2 separate regions of the Danio rerio genome follow, and region 1 is linked to region 2. A link is a contact called in public Hi-C data. All regions are on one chromosome and are shown on one strand. The core of a region is the stretch at or near the end of the contact, and the rest is flanking DNA. Distances in the headings are between cores, read along the strand shown.

The links. Hi-C and Micro-C count contacts between places; a contact is called where the count stands out from the background.
Region 1: a contact with region 2 is called in a Hi-C map of an unstated tissue, with 4 times the contacts expected there. The contact joins the promoter of si:dkey-215k6.1 here to the enhancer-like site in region 2. A contact is called at or near these places in 1 of 18 Hi-C or Micro-C datasets (an unstated tissue) and 1 of 4 datasets of contacts at active chromatin or transcription factors (caudal fin).

What each region holds. Positions count from the first base shown.
Region 1 is chr5:19,497,609-19,504,193 of GRCz12tu, reverse strand. It overlaps si:dkey-215k6.1, which reads left to right and starts at 4,581. Exons shown (of 9, transcript XM_679464.10): 1 at 4,581-5,214. The coding sequence starts at 5,115.
Region 2 is chr5:19,318,323-19,324,686 of GRCz12tu, reverse strand. The region is part of intron 2 of si:dkey-215k6.1; the gene reads left to right. Among named protein-coding and RNA genes, the nearest start is that of si:dkey-215k6.1, 180 kb to the left of the region's middle. Within about 2 kb of position 3,101, at least 6 of the 62 cell types and tissues checked have an H3K27ac peak or open chromatin away from gene starts, as enhancers often do.

The sequences.
Region 1 (6,585 bases), core at 3,332-5,831, 180 kb before region 2:
TAAATATTTAAATATGCGATATATATATATATATAAAATCAAATATGTAAATAAACGATAATATATTATTAAATATATAAATATACGATAATATATTATTAATTATATAAATATACGATAATATATTAATAAATATATAAACACGATAACATATTATTAAATATATAAATATACACGATAATATATTTTTAAATATATAAATGTACACAATAATATATTATTAAATATATAAATGTACACGATAATATATTATTAAATATATAAATGTACACGATAATATATTTTTAAATATATAAAGATACGATAATATATTAATATATCAATGAGTAATAAAACACTAGGGGCCCTATCATACACCCGGTGCAATGTGGCACAAGGAGCGGCGCTAGTTTCAGCTTGGTGCAAAAGTCGTTTTGAGGCGTTGCGCTACGCTGTTTAAATAGCAAATGCATTAGCGCTCATATGTGCACCCATAGCCGTTCTGGTCTAAAAGGGAAGGCGTTCTGAGGTGCACTGCTGGCACGTTGCTGAGAAACTTTTCTTTTGAGAAACTAAAATATATTTTTCATTAGACCTAAACAAACCCGGTCTAAACTCGCTTACACACTGCTTAATACGCACGAGAGCAATAGGCAAATATCTTTACATATGAAAAATTTTAAATATTAAGGATATATATAGGATATAATAAGAATAGATATAGGATATAAATATTAAGAATTAAAATATAACAAAACATATTATTTTCTAGCCTATCTAAATATGAAAAACCACTGCTTTTATGTCTTCATCTCGGGAGGCTTTTACAGTTCATTCATAACAATTTGCTTTTGTATAATGTTAATATTATTAGCAGTATTATTTATTATATCCATATTTATATTTGTTTTATTAAAAACAAGCTTAGATTTGCCCACCTGTCAGGTTTTAGACCATATGGGGCACAGCATGTGTTTTAAGATATAACTTAGGTTTTTGAGCACATTTTGTTATTATTGATCATTTATTCGTTTGCTTGAAATTAGAACTGAATTTAGAAATAGTTTTGAAACAAATATTTGCGCTTAATTAACGCAATTAATAATTTATAGACTAATTGATGTCTGTGCATAAAGGTTTCCCTATCCAAGAGCGAAAGTGAAAGTAGATAATTTATCTCTCATTCTCACGCAGTAGATGCTCTGTTTAACAGTTTTCTGTTAAAAAAACTGTCAACTGTTAACTGTTTGCTTGTGAAATGCTTAGTTTTTTCATTTAGACTTACTTTACGTCCTGTAAATAGCAAATGCGTTTATGGCGCGACGCAGCTGGCTCTTAAAGGGAATGGGAGATGAGACTCTAATTGGTTTATTCTCAAAACACACCTACATATAACTCATTAAGAAAATAAACTCAACCCTTTTAGACCATGCACCACGGCGCAAAGCGGATTTTCCCGTCCTTAAATTAGCAAAAAGGCATTCTGACATGCCCTGAAAGTGTTTGCGCCCTGTGTTTTGCGCTCTGCACATGGACTGTCAAAATAGAGCCCTAGATGTATTATTAAATTTTAAACAACAGTTTTGTCTGGATCTCTAGTCTGGTAGATAGCCGTGCGATATTCTACAATATCAGAACTCGTACAGAGTGACAGCAGTTCAATAAACTCACTACAATTTCACAAATATTGCAGCTCTTGGACAACCAGCCTGATATCATGAGGAAACCGTATTGTACGTTTTGTCAGTTTAATGGCTAATTCGTACGAATAAGCAAATTGTACTAAATTGTATGAATAAGATCAGACGAATTTCTATGAATTAGCCACTAATTCAAAAAGTTACGAATTGCCGTGAGATTGTGTTGGGACAACATAATGTACTTTTGAAGGTTTTTATGCAAGAATGTAGTTGTTTATATTGAAACTATACAGTTTATTTATAATGAAATTGCCTGTTTTAAATATTTATAATTTCTGAGAGGCAGTGTGTCGGCATCTATCAGTCTGTCCTACCTAGCAGAGTGAAGACAGTTGACGTTCAGCCACAAGATGGTGACAGAGACCACATAAGAAGCCCTTAGAAGAGAAAAACTCAGCGGGATTTTAAATTACAGCTGATCAAATCATTATAAAATAGGTAAGGGACTTTCTAAGTCGATCTTTCTCTTTTGTATGTTTTAGTGCTGAATTTATACCATAGTCTGGTATAGTGTTTGCTTTGCTTTGGCTTTTTCTGAGTTAATTATTGTGATATCCCATATTTCATGCCGTTCAGCCTTATAATCTTAAAATGTGAGCAAAATCACCTGTTTGCCATCATTTCAGACATTACGCTAGAGAATCATTCAAATTCTAGCTCTAAAGTAACTAATGAATGAGCAACAGTTTCTGCTGTTCTGAATTCAGCTGCAGATGTGAATAAACAGCGGAATAAAGTAGTTCCTCAAACAAAAAGATTTTTAGACCCTCTGTGCTTGATTTTCTTTTTTATACACACGATTATGCTGTTGAATTGTTGTATAAATGCATTATCACACTTGTAGTAGTGCGATATGGCTGTATATCGTCATTGGTGGGACACTAATGCATGCCATGTTTACTGGCTTGTTGGTTGATTGGTGTAATTATTGTTTCTAGGTGTGATGTGTAGAGCTTGACTATTTCTTGAGTTCTCCTGTTTTCTTGTTTATCCTGATGAAGACCATGTAGGTCGAAACACTGTTACACTAAAAAACATTTTGAGAGTTAAAGTTGAAGTGTGCCAATTTAGTTTTTTTTTTACTTTTTACACTAATGCATGCCTCCCACCAGTGCAGATATACAGACTTATCGCAATGCTACTCGTGTGATATTGCTCATATAATGCATATGAATATTTTTGATAGCATTTAAATAGAAAAATTGCAAAATGTCTTCTTATCATGACTATTTTTTTACAAACACACTTTATATTCTTATAATATAATATAATATAATATAATATAATATAATATAATATAATATAATATAATATAATATAATATAATATAATATAATATAATATAATATAATATAATAAAGTTATATTAGATACATTTTTTCTAGAATTGTGTTGTAATTTCAAGATATTTCCTCACAATGTCTCCAAAAAATAGTGGTGAAATGTTTTAACTTCTAAATAATGTTTTATGTTTTAAAATAATAATAATTATTATTATTATTTATTTAAAAAAAAATTTACCACTGTGCAACTTACAGTATATATTTTTTTAATCTAATGACTTTCTAAAGATATGTTGAAGTGTGGGGAAAAAATGATCATTATCAATGCTTGGTTCTCTGAGGGTTAAGGGCATGTATATATACTTATTTTTTTAGGTGTATAAATATTGTGAGACAGTGAAGGGTTAGATGGCAAAAAGAAAGATACAAGAGAGCCAGTGGTGTTTGTTCTAAATGCACAGTGCAGTGCATCCAAAAATCTGGGCCAAAAAACATTGATCCCAAAAGCTGGGCCTGGTGATTAGATTCGGGAAGAAACAGAATGCATCGCATCGGATTCACTTGCTGCATTCATCATTCATGCACTCAATAGCTGGAAATATTCTGCCAAATTAAAAAAAAAAGCATGTTTGAAAAATAAAGCTCTTGCAATAATCAGAAATACAGTTAAGGATAAAAAAAATCACTCTTGGCTTTAAACAAAAATAAGTAAAAGTACAATGTATATAATTGCGTTTGTCTAGGTGAAAATTAAAGGAGCTCACTTTTGATTTGTACTAAGACATTATATCAACTAATGTTTTCATTTACGTTCTTTTCTTGACAATTTAAGGCATCAAATATAAGGATTTAAAGCGAAAACTGGTAATATGTCAAATCTTGCACTGTCTGTGCCACTCAGACCACACACAGAGACACGTTATTCAGTTTGTCCTCACTAGGGGTCCCTATTGCTCCTCATTTTGAGCACAGCGACACACGATTATTCATGCTGAGGTTCCCACTTAAAGCAACTTGTTCTCATACAATATATGCTGAAGTACTTCATTTTTACATGCCAAGGTCATAGGTTTGATTGCCAGGGAACAAATACACTGAAAAAAAGTGTAGTAAACAAAAAAACCGAAGCTGGTTTGTTGGTTTTAATAGCTGATTTTGAGAGATTTTTCTGCATGTTAGGTTGGTCAAGCCAGCTAATTCAGTTTAACTCCATTTTTAGAAGTTTGATTTGTTTGTTTTTTTGGTCGTTCTAAGACAAAATATGTATTTATTTTAAGCTTGTGAGAATGTAAAACGAGTACAACCATAAATCAACTTTAACATGAATTTCCTCTGTCAGAATATTCATATATTGAAAAGATTTTTGTACAATATACAATAAATATTATATATATATATATATTTCAATATATGCTCATTATGCCTTTTCTTTAATAAATATTAGACTGCGTAAAATTTGCGCTTTGTAAAATAAAAATGTGCCTCCTTGTGTGAGGGGGTTTCCTTGCTTGTAATTGGCTGTAGTTTTCGTGCACCTGTTCTGTCGCAAAACCTCATTGGCTAGCGGAGATGTCCCTCTTTTTCGCCTCTTCTTCACGCGCTTCCCGCTCTCAGCGCTGGAGTACCAGCTTGACTGTTGGCCTTTCTGTCTCAGGAGAACTGCGCGAGTAAGTTCCTTCAGGCAAAGCGAAGATAAAAATCAGACATGTTGGCGCAAAAGCAGCGTCACAGGAGCGATGGGAACATTTCAGAGAGTGTCAGCGGCGACCGCGGGTGGTTTTGCGCTGCCGTGCGTCAAGAGACGGATTCATAGGACGCGCATCTACCCACGAGCTCGCGCGGAGAGCACAACCAACTTCTGCGGCGCGTGACTTCATAACGCACCCGCTCCGGACCTTTTAAACTTTATGTACTGGAGGAATAATCACAACACTGCAACAATGACAGCGACTTTCGTTGGCTTATAATAATAATAACAACGCATTGCCACTTTTGAATCTCGTTTCTGACGGAATTTTGGTGAGAGGTAAAGGACACGGATTTTTGGGGACCGCAACAAGGCTATTCTGCTATCGAACCATTTACATTATCACATGACTTTTCAGAGGATTATGATATTTATTCAAGAACTTCTCAAACTAGACTATTCATAATGTCGTTTTTGAACAATAGACTACTACCCAGAAAGCCAAAGATGACCGCTTTACGGATGGCGTTAATGCACGCGCTCCTCGTCGCGTCTCTCCATGGAGGTAAAGTAACATTTACGCACGTTCAGAACTTGTTGCGAGATGTCAGAATAAATCAAACGAGCACGATGCAAATGACAAGCATCTCTCATGTGTTGAAACAGCTGTTTTTAAGCGCACTATATCAGTGCGCTTTCGTGTTTTTGAACACGCGAATGCATATAAAAAGTTGACGCGGGCTGCTTCCTATTCCACTTGACCCATTTTTAAATCTTAATTTACACTTGAAATATTTATAGATGAATAGACACTCATGTGGTGAGCGGTTTGTGCGTTTGGTTTGTGGGACAGAGAGGCGCGCGGCGACAGCAGCAGCGGTGTGGTTTTGTTGTGCCGAGCGTATAAATAATAGAAATGTTGGTTTCTCACCTTGTTGTTTTGCAGTCTTGTCATCAATTATGCATGCATGTAGTTAGCTAGCAAGACAGAGATGTAGAAACAGGGCGATTGAAGTGTCTTCCGCTGTGTTTTCCAACGAAATATCGCGTGGAAACACTTCTTGACAGTGACGCGAGAACGTTTGTTTTTATTTTAACATGAAAGAGTTATGTGAATCTCCTCAAAAGTACAACAATTTTACTGCGCAAATGAAAGTAGGTACAATTTCTTCTCAAAGGAGAACTTGCCCTTTCATTAATTTATAATAGCTGTTTAAACGAGCCTGTTTGGGAACCGTAAACAATGTGCTTTTCATTTCAAAGCTGTCTTGAAATCATTTATGCGGTCCTCAGTGTTACATTTTAATGGCTATTGAATAAATACACTGATTTTTATGTGAGCCACTCTATTTTCACTCTCCACAGAAGCAAGAGACAGTGATGAAATGAGCAGACTTTTGTCCGGGCAGCGTGCTGTTTTTATTCATCCTCGCCAGCTGAGGACCCACAGTGGCCTTCACATCTATTTTTACTTCTACTATCCCAGCAAGTCTGAAACTGGACATGTCATACAAACAAACAATTAGGCTGTGGGGGTGAGATAGAGACAGACAGAAAGTGTGGGGGATTGCAAAATTAGAAAGTGTGTGTGTTGGAGATCTTCCTGCGTTAGCAGTGACAAGTGTGTCCGATTGTGTGTTGTGGCTTGGATGGTTTCAGAGATGTTGACTTGTGACAGCACTTGCTGATCAAGCACTGAAACTGTCATCATCATCATTACTGGTTTATATATATATATATATATATATATATATATATATATATATATATATATATATATATATATATATATATATATATATATATATATATATATATATATAGTTGAAGTCAGAATTATTAGCCTCCTGTTTATTTTCCCCCATATTTCTGTTTAACAGAGAGAAGAATTTTTTCAACCCATTTTTAAACATAATAGTTTTAATAACTCATTTCT
Region 2 (6,364 bases), core at 1,852-4,351:
ACAGTATCTCTACCACTTCAGATTGATGAAAAGTTTTCTCAAATGAACATAGCCACGAGAGTAGTTTGTTTAAGGTTACACAGGCCATTCTATCCATCTCTCGATGACTGAAAGGAACCAAGTCCTTTGTTTATGAATTGATTTTTGTTAAACCTTTATTTTTTAATAAACTTTGGAAAAAATCTGACATTTCATGATTTTTTTTTGTGTGATGTATCCAGTGCTCCGCATATATGAGTACACCCCTCACAATTATTTTCAATTAAATTTTTTAATTGGATGCTTTACAATATTATATTTGTGCATATCCATTAGTTAAGTCAGCACTGAAGCCAAATCTGGTACTAATCTTAAAAAAAAAAACTGAAGATCAAATGAGAACACCCAAATTTATGTGTTAGGAAAAAAATGTTAAATAAAGAATAGAAAGATCAGCACAAAGAAATATATAATATATATATTTTTTGCAATATTTTCTTGAATTTAAATGTATTATTTGTCTATTTTTAAAGATAATCTGTGACTAAAATTAAATTTTTTTATGATTAATTTTTTTTCTTTAATAATTTAACAGTACTATCAGTTTACAATTTTTTTACCTCCTTTTAACACCCCCTTTTCCCTCCCCTCCCCAACAGCAGCAGTGGCTGTAAATAGATGTTGCTATCATAAATTCTGTAAATACAGATAAATCATATAAACTCAATAAATAACTAAATAAAAAAAACACACACATACAGAACATAATAATAGTAAAAAAATAAAATAAATAAAAAATTACATAAATCCAATACCATAATAATAATACATAAATAAATCAAATAATATAATTACACTTTTACCGTTCATCTCATTACAGTGACCTTATTCATTCTCCAAAAATGCCAAATGATTTCCCAATATTCTCTGATAAACATCCAATTTATCTAGTAATCTACTGTATATGTCATTTTTTCATATGGCCATTCATAACCCATTCTTGAAGTAATAGTGGACCTGCTGAACGGCATCCCCTCATAATGATTTGTCTTCCAATCATAATACTTATTTGAATCCACTCAGACATCTTCACACCAGATCCCAACTCGAACGGGTTTCCCAGTACATATATGTTAAGTACATATATGTTAGGACAAAACGAAAAGCAGCATCCAGAAACATCCTGAATGCAATTATGCACTTTAACCCTGAATTCCTGTGTTTTAGAACAGGACCACAGGGCATGCGTCAAGTCTCCTTCTTCGCTTTCACATCTCCAGCATTCAGCAGAGTCCTTCAAACCAAGCCTAAAAAGTCTACTCGGGGTCCAATAAAAATGATTCAAATTTTTAAATTGTATTCAGCGTACTCTTAAATTTATTTCAATTTAGCTCTTTACTCCAAACCTAAAATATTATATTAATAAATATATCTGGCGACGCAGTGGTGCAGTAGGTAGTGCTGTTGCCTCTCAGCAAGAAGATCGCTGGGTCGCTGGTTCGAGCCTCGGCTTGGCCAGTTGGCGTTTCTGTGTGGAGTTTGCATGTTCGCGTGGGTTTTCTCGTGGGTGCTCCGGTTTCCACCACAGCCCAGACATGCGGTACAGGTGAATTGGGTAGGCTAAATTGTCCATAGTGTATGAGTGTGTGTGGATGTTTCCCAGAGGTAGGTTGCGGCTGGAAGGGCATCCGCTGCGTAAAAACGTTCTGGATAAGTTCATTCCGCTGTGGCGACCCCGCATTAATAAAGGGACTATGCCGAAAAGAAAATGAATGAAAAAATAAATATCTGTTTAATGAATCTGTTTTGTTCAAATACCCCAAAATATACTACTTACATCACTGAGAAATATTCATTTTCAAAAAGAGGAAACTCATTTATGCTGAGCACTGTGTTGCGATTACAAGACTTATTTTAATGTAGGTGAATTAAATAGTTTAATGGAATGAAGTTTGTTTGTTTGTTTGTTTGTTTAACTTTGCACTGGTCATTCTATTCCTCTGCAAATTAATGAATCGATCTGAATACTTTGTTTATAAATTGATCTTTCTTGGCTTCTTTTTTGAAAAGTTTTAGAAAGAACTGACATCTATTCATTTTTTGTGATATATATATATATATATATATATATATATATATATATATATATATATATATATATATATATATATATATATATATATATATATACATACATACATACATACATACATACATTTATACATACATACATACATACATACTGTAAAGTGCTCAGTATATGTGTACACCCTTCACGATTCTATTTTTTTTTATTAATTTTTTGATAGGATACTTTACAATGTTAAATTTGTGCATATAGATTTATTTAGTTAGCACTGAAGCCAAATCTGGAGCAAACAAACAAACAAACAAACAAACAAACAAACAAACAAACAAACAAACAAACAAACAAACAAACAAACAAACAAACAAACAACCCTAAAGATCGCAGTCCAAAAATTAGTACATCCCAATGTATATGTTGGGGTACAAATATGACATAAAAAATGGAAAAATTAGAAAATGGAAATCTAAAAAAAAATGGAAAATCTAAATTTTAAATTTTAATTAAATTACAAAACTATACAGTATATAAGCTGTTTGTTTTTAAAGTTAATGTTATTTAAACCAAAACATTTTAGACAGGTAAAAAATGATAATAAAAAATTATAAAAAAATTTAATGAAGGATTTTTTTATATACACTGAACTATTTATGTATCAATAAATAAAATAAAAAAATGTTCGCACTGTTTATTCCATTGCATTAAATGCAATGCTGTCTTAAATCTACACTTTAGAAGGCATCATAATAAGTAGGTTGCTTTATATTATAACAGTCTAGAGAGCATTTGTGTTCCCTAGAAAGGCCACCTCTGTAGGCAGTGACTATTGAAGCAGAACAAATGGAAATGCAAATGTGGTCATATTAGCTGCTAGATGCTAATTTTAAATAGCACCAACAGATATGATGCAGCGACCAACTGACTCATTCAAGCAAGCTCAGATGCTTAGTGTGTGTTTGCTTGCATTCCACTGTTTGCTGTGTATGTGTGGTCCATTGCCAAGCCGACACGCACTATTCTCTATCACACTCGCGCACACATGCAATGACACGGCTGTTTGTTTTGGTGCAAAGGTTGCATCGCCCTTTACGCCACGATCTGCAAACTCATCTCCAACCGACACGTTGCCAGACAAACCCTGCTAATCCACCTGTGTAATCCACCATGTGTGTTTGTACGTGTGTGAGCGTTTAGTCTCGGGATAGGGGATTGATTTAGAAGGGTAAACTCCCTGATCTGAGTCCCCAGTTAATTAAATGCCAATTGGATTGGCCTGCAGACCTGAGTACTTCCTGTGCTGTGTGTCCACTCTTACACACACACACACACAAATACATGACCTTTCTCGTTGTTATGCACACTACCACACTGCTTTTCCATTATAGTGTGGAGCACCAAAATATCAGTTGGAGGCTACGCCATAGTTGTGCGTTTTTTTTTTTTTTCTAAATGATTCAGTGATGGTCGATTCCTGCTCTTTAATAATGCAGCTTTTATGTGGCTGTAATTATAATGATAAAAAGTCTCTGGCAGAACATGCCATGTGACTTTCATATTAGATATCATGTGATCACTGGCCTGAGATATATTACATTAACATTTATTCATTTGGCAGAGACCCCCTGGAGCATCCTGGTGCCTTTTTCAAGGGCAAAACAGCAAAGGATTCGCTTGTTTTTGGAGTTTGAACCTGTAACATTTTAGTTAACAACTCTGATAGGATTTTATTTTGGAATACATTTGTACAAACTAAGGCACATTTAATCCTGAAAAGATAAAAACAAGTTTTTTTTTTTTTTTTAGTTGTTACACAATAGCTGAGAAGTTATATAAGAGTTGAGCTACAGCTGTGTTGTGACTCTATGAAAGTTGGCAGTTCTACCCAGATGTTACTGTCCTCTGATTTTTAAAACAGAATAAATAGGCTTCTTTTGAGTTTATGTAATGTTTGAAGTCAAGTTTATTTAAAAAATAATTTCTTAAAGATCACGTGCTTATGATTGATCATGACTTGTCTCGCCTTAGCTAACACATGATTTACCAATCAGATGATGCCTAACTCACTTTAAATAACCAGAGTTTTTTTTTTTTTTACTTCAGTTATCTTAGCCTTGAGGAATCCCACCTTCCACCCCTACTTCTCTACCTTTCCCTTTATAGGGGGGCATGGTGGCCCAGTGGTTAGCACTTGTGCCTCACAGCAAGAACATCACTGTCAATCCTGAACAGGCCAGTTGTCTTTCTGTGCCGAGTTTACATGTCTTCTTCTGTGCAATGGCAAAGGGGGGTTAAAGATTCAAATTCATATATGGGCCATTTAGGGTAAAGATTTGGCACTAATGGCAAAATTTAATCCGAATGTGAGCCTAATGTGGCCCATGTGGAAAACGGTAAATTTGGCCAAAATGATGGAGTACAAATGTGGGCCACAGTTGGTTAAAAATGTGGCATAGTCATATAAGGGTAATTTGTATCTAAACCTAAAGTGGCTAACACGTGTGGGTGAAAATGTGGCCCAGTTATTTTAAAACATAAGTGTGCCACCTTTGGCAATTATTTGGCACAGTAAACTCTGGCTAATGCAGGCGTTAACCACTTCATACAAAGTGTTTGAGTATTCTACGTAAAGGGGCAGAATAAAGGAAGATGTTTAGATATTTATAAAGCGTTTTATAATAATGAGCGATTGCTTCATATTTAAAAATTCTGTACAAGTTTTGATTGGTCTCGCGCAATCACGGGATGCGATTTCGCAGGTCAGAGTTAACCAAGCTTGAACTTTGGGATGTAGCGATATGCTAAACTTGTCGCATGAGCTTGGGATTCTGGTCCACTGACTGCAGCTTTTTAATGCAAGCTGGTCAGCTAATGTTTACTTTTGTAATATTTGTGTTGCAAATGTTAAAAACCACCTCAAATATGGATAACAACCTGATTTGGATCTGAATCGGTCTCAGTTTGGAGGCTGCTCTGGAGGTCGCATTACATACATTCAAAATATTACTGGGTAAACTGTCAGTGGGAGGAGTTACACAGTCCAGAACAAAGACAAACATTCTGACACAGAACACACATTTTCAAAGGAGAATATCTGACTTTAGCTTTGTTTTTCAGATAAATATGCTCACTTAGCATGCTTCGTATTTATCTGCAAATCTTTGCATTTTTTTTTACTTTAAATGACTCAAAAACTTACAGGCAGCACCATTAAGGCTTATATGTGATAAAAAAATATTCTCTCACTCAAGTTGCTGATTCTCTCTCTTGCCTCAAATTTCTGAGATATTGTATCTAATTTCAAGGAGCCACTATGAATATGTGGGAGTCTCCCGCATAAAGGAGGTGGGATGTCTGCATTTACACTGGTGTATTTTAGCTTTGTCTTCTCAGCCCACATTTTTGAACTAGCAGTAGCCACCATGACCGACTGTCTGCACATAAAAACAACCCACACATGCACAAGGTTATGTGCATCACGAACGTTGAACAAATGTTGACCGTGTGATGATTTCAATTGAGATTATCAATATTTTTACAATATTGATACAAAAAAGTGGTTCTCAGTTACCATCTCTAATTAGGAGGCTATGTTAAATGCTATTTTTACCACGAAAAAGTGTAATTAACAATAATAGGATTGATATTACAAATCAGTCCTCTAAATTACTGGCAAACAAACACGATTTGCTTGTAAACAAACGAGTTCGGCATTATGTAACAGTTAGCATGTGCTATACTGTTATATTTTAGACTAATGTTTCCGATGTATAAATCAAAATTAATGATGTGCTGAGAAAATAATTTACTGATGTCCACACCTATGCAGGCGTCACCTCCTGTTGCAATTATATATTCTACAGAAAGAATCACCCTAGAAATCTGTTTTTTTAAAGTTTTGTTCAGGCACTAAAAATGCTCTTATCTATTCATTAAGGCTTCTCTGAGTTGTGTAGTGGTATAGTAATGGAAATGGTCATGTTTTAGTCTTTTCACACTGAACCTTTGGAGCTGACTCTCAGTCCCAGGTGTCTCAGCAAATATAGGATCAATTGTTTGTGGGAGTAAAGACACTTTTTGCATTTGACCTGTTCCTACATAAAAAACCTACATAAAACCTGCATTAAAAATAGGATTACTTTATTGTTCATTTAAAATACATTTAGGTCTTTATTATGATCAATTCTGAAAGATATAATTTTAGCTTATACAGAATCCAACAGCTTTAAAGCTCAATACCTTAAAAACCAATAATAACCAATAGAATCTTATAAAAAGCTCTTGTTCTATTACTTCTTTAGT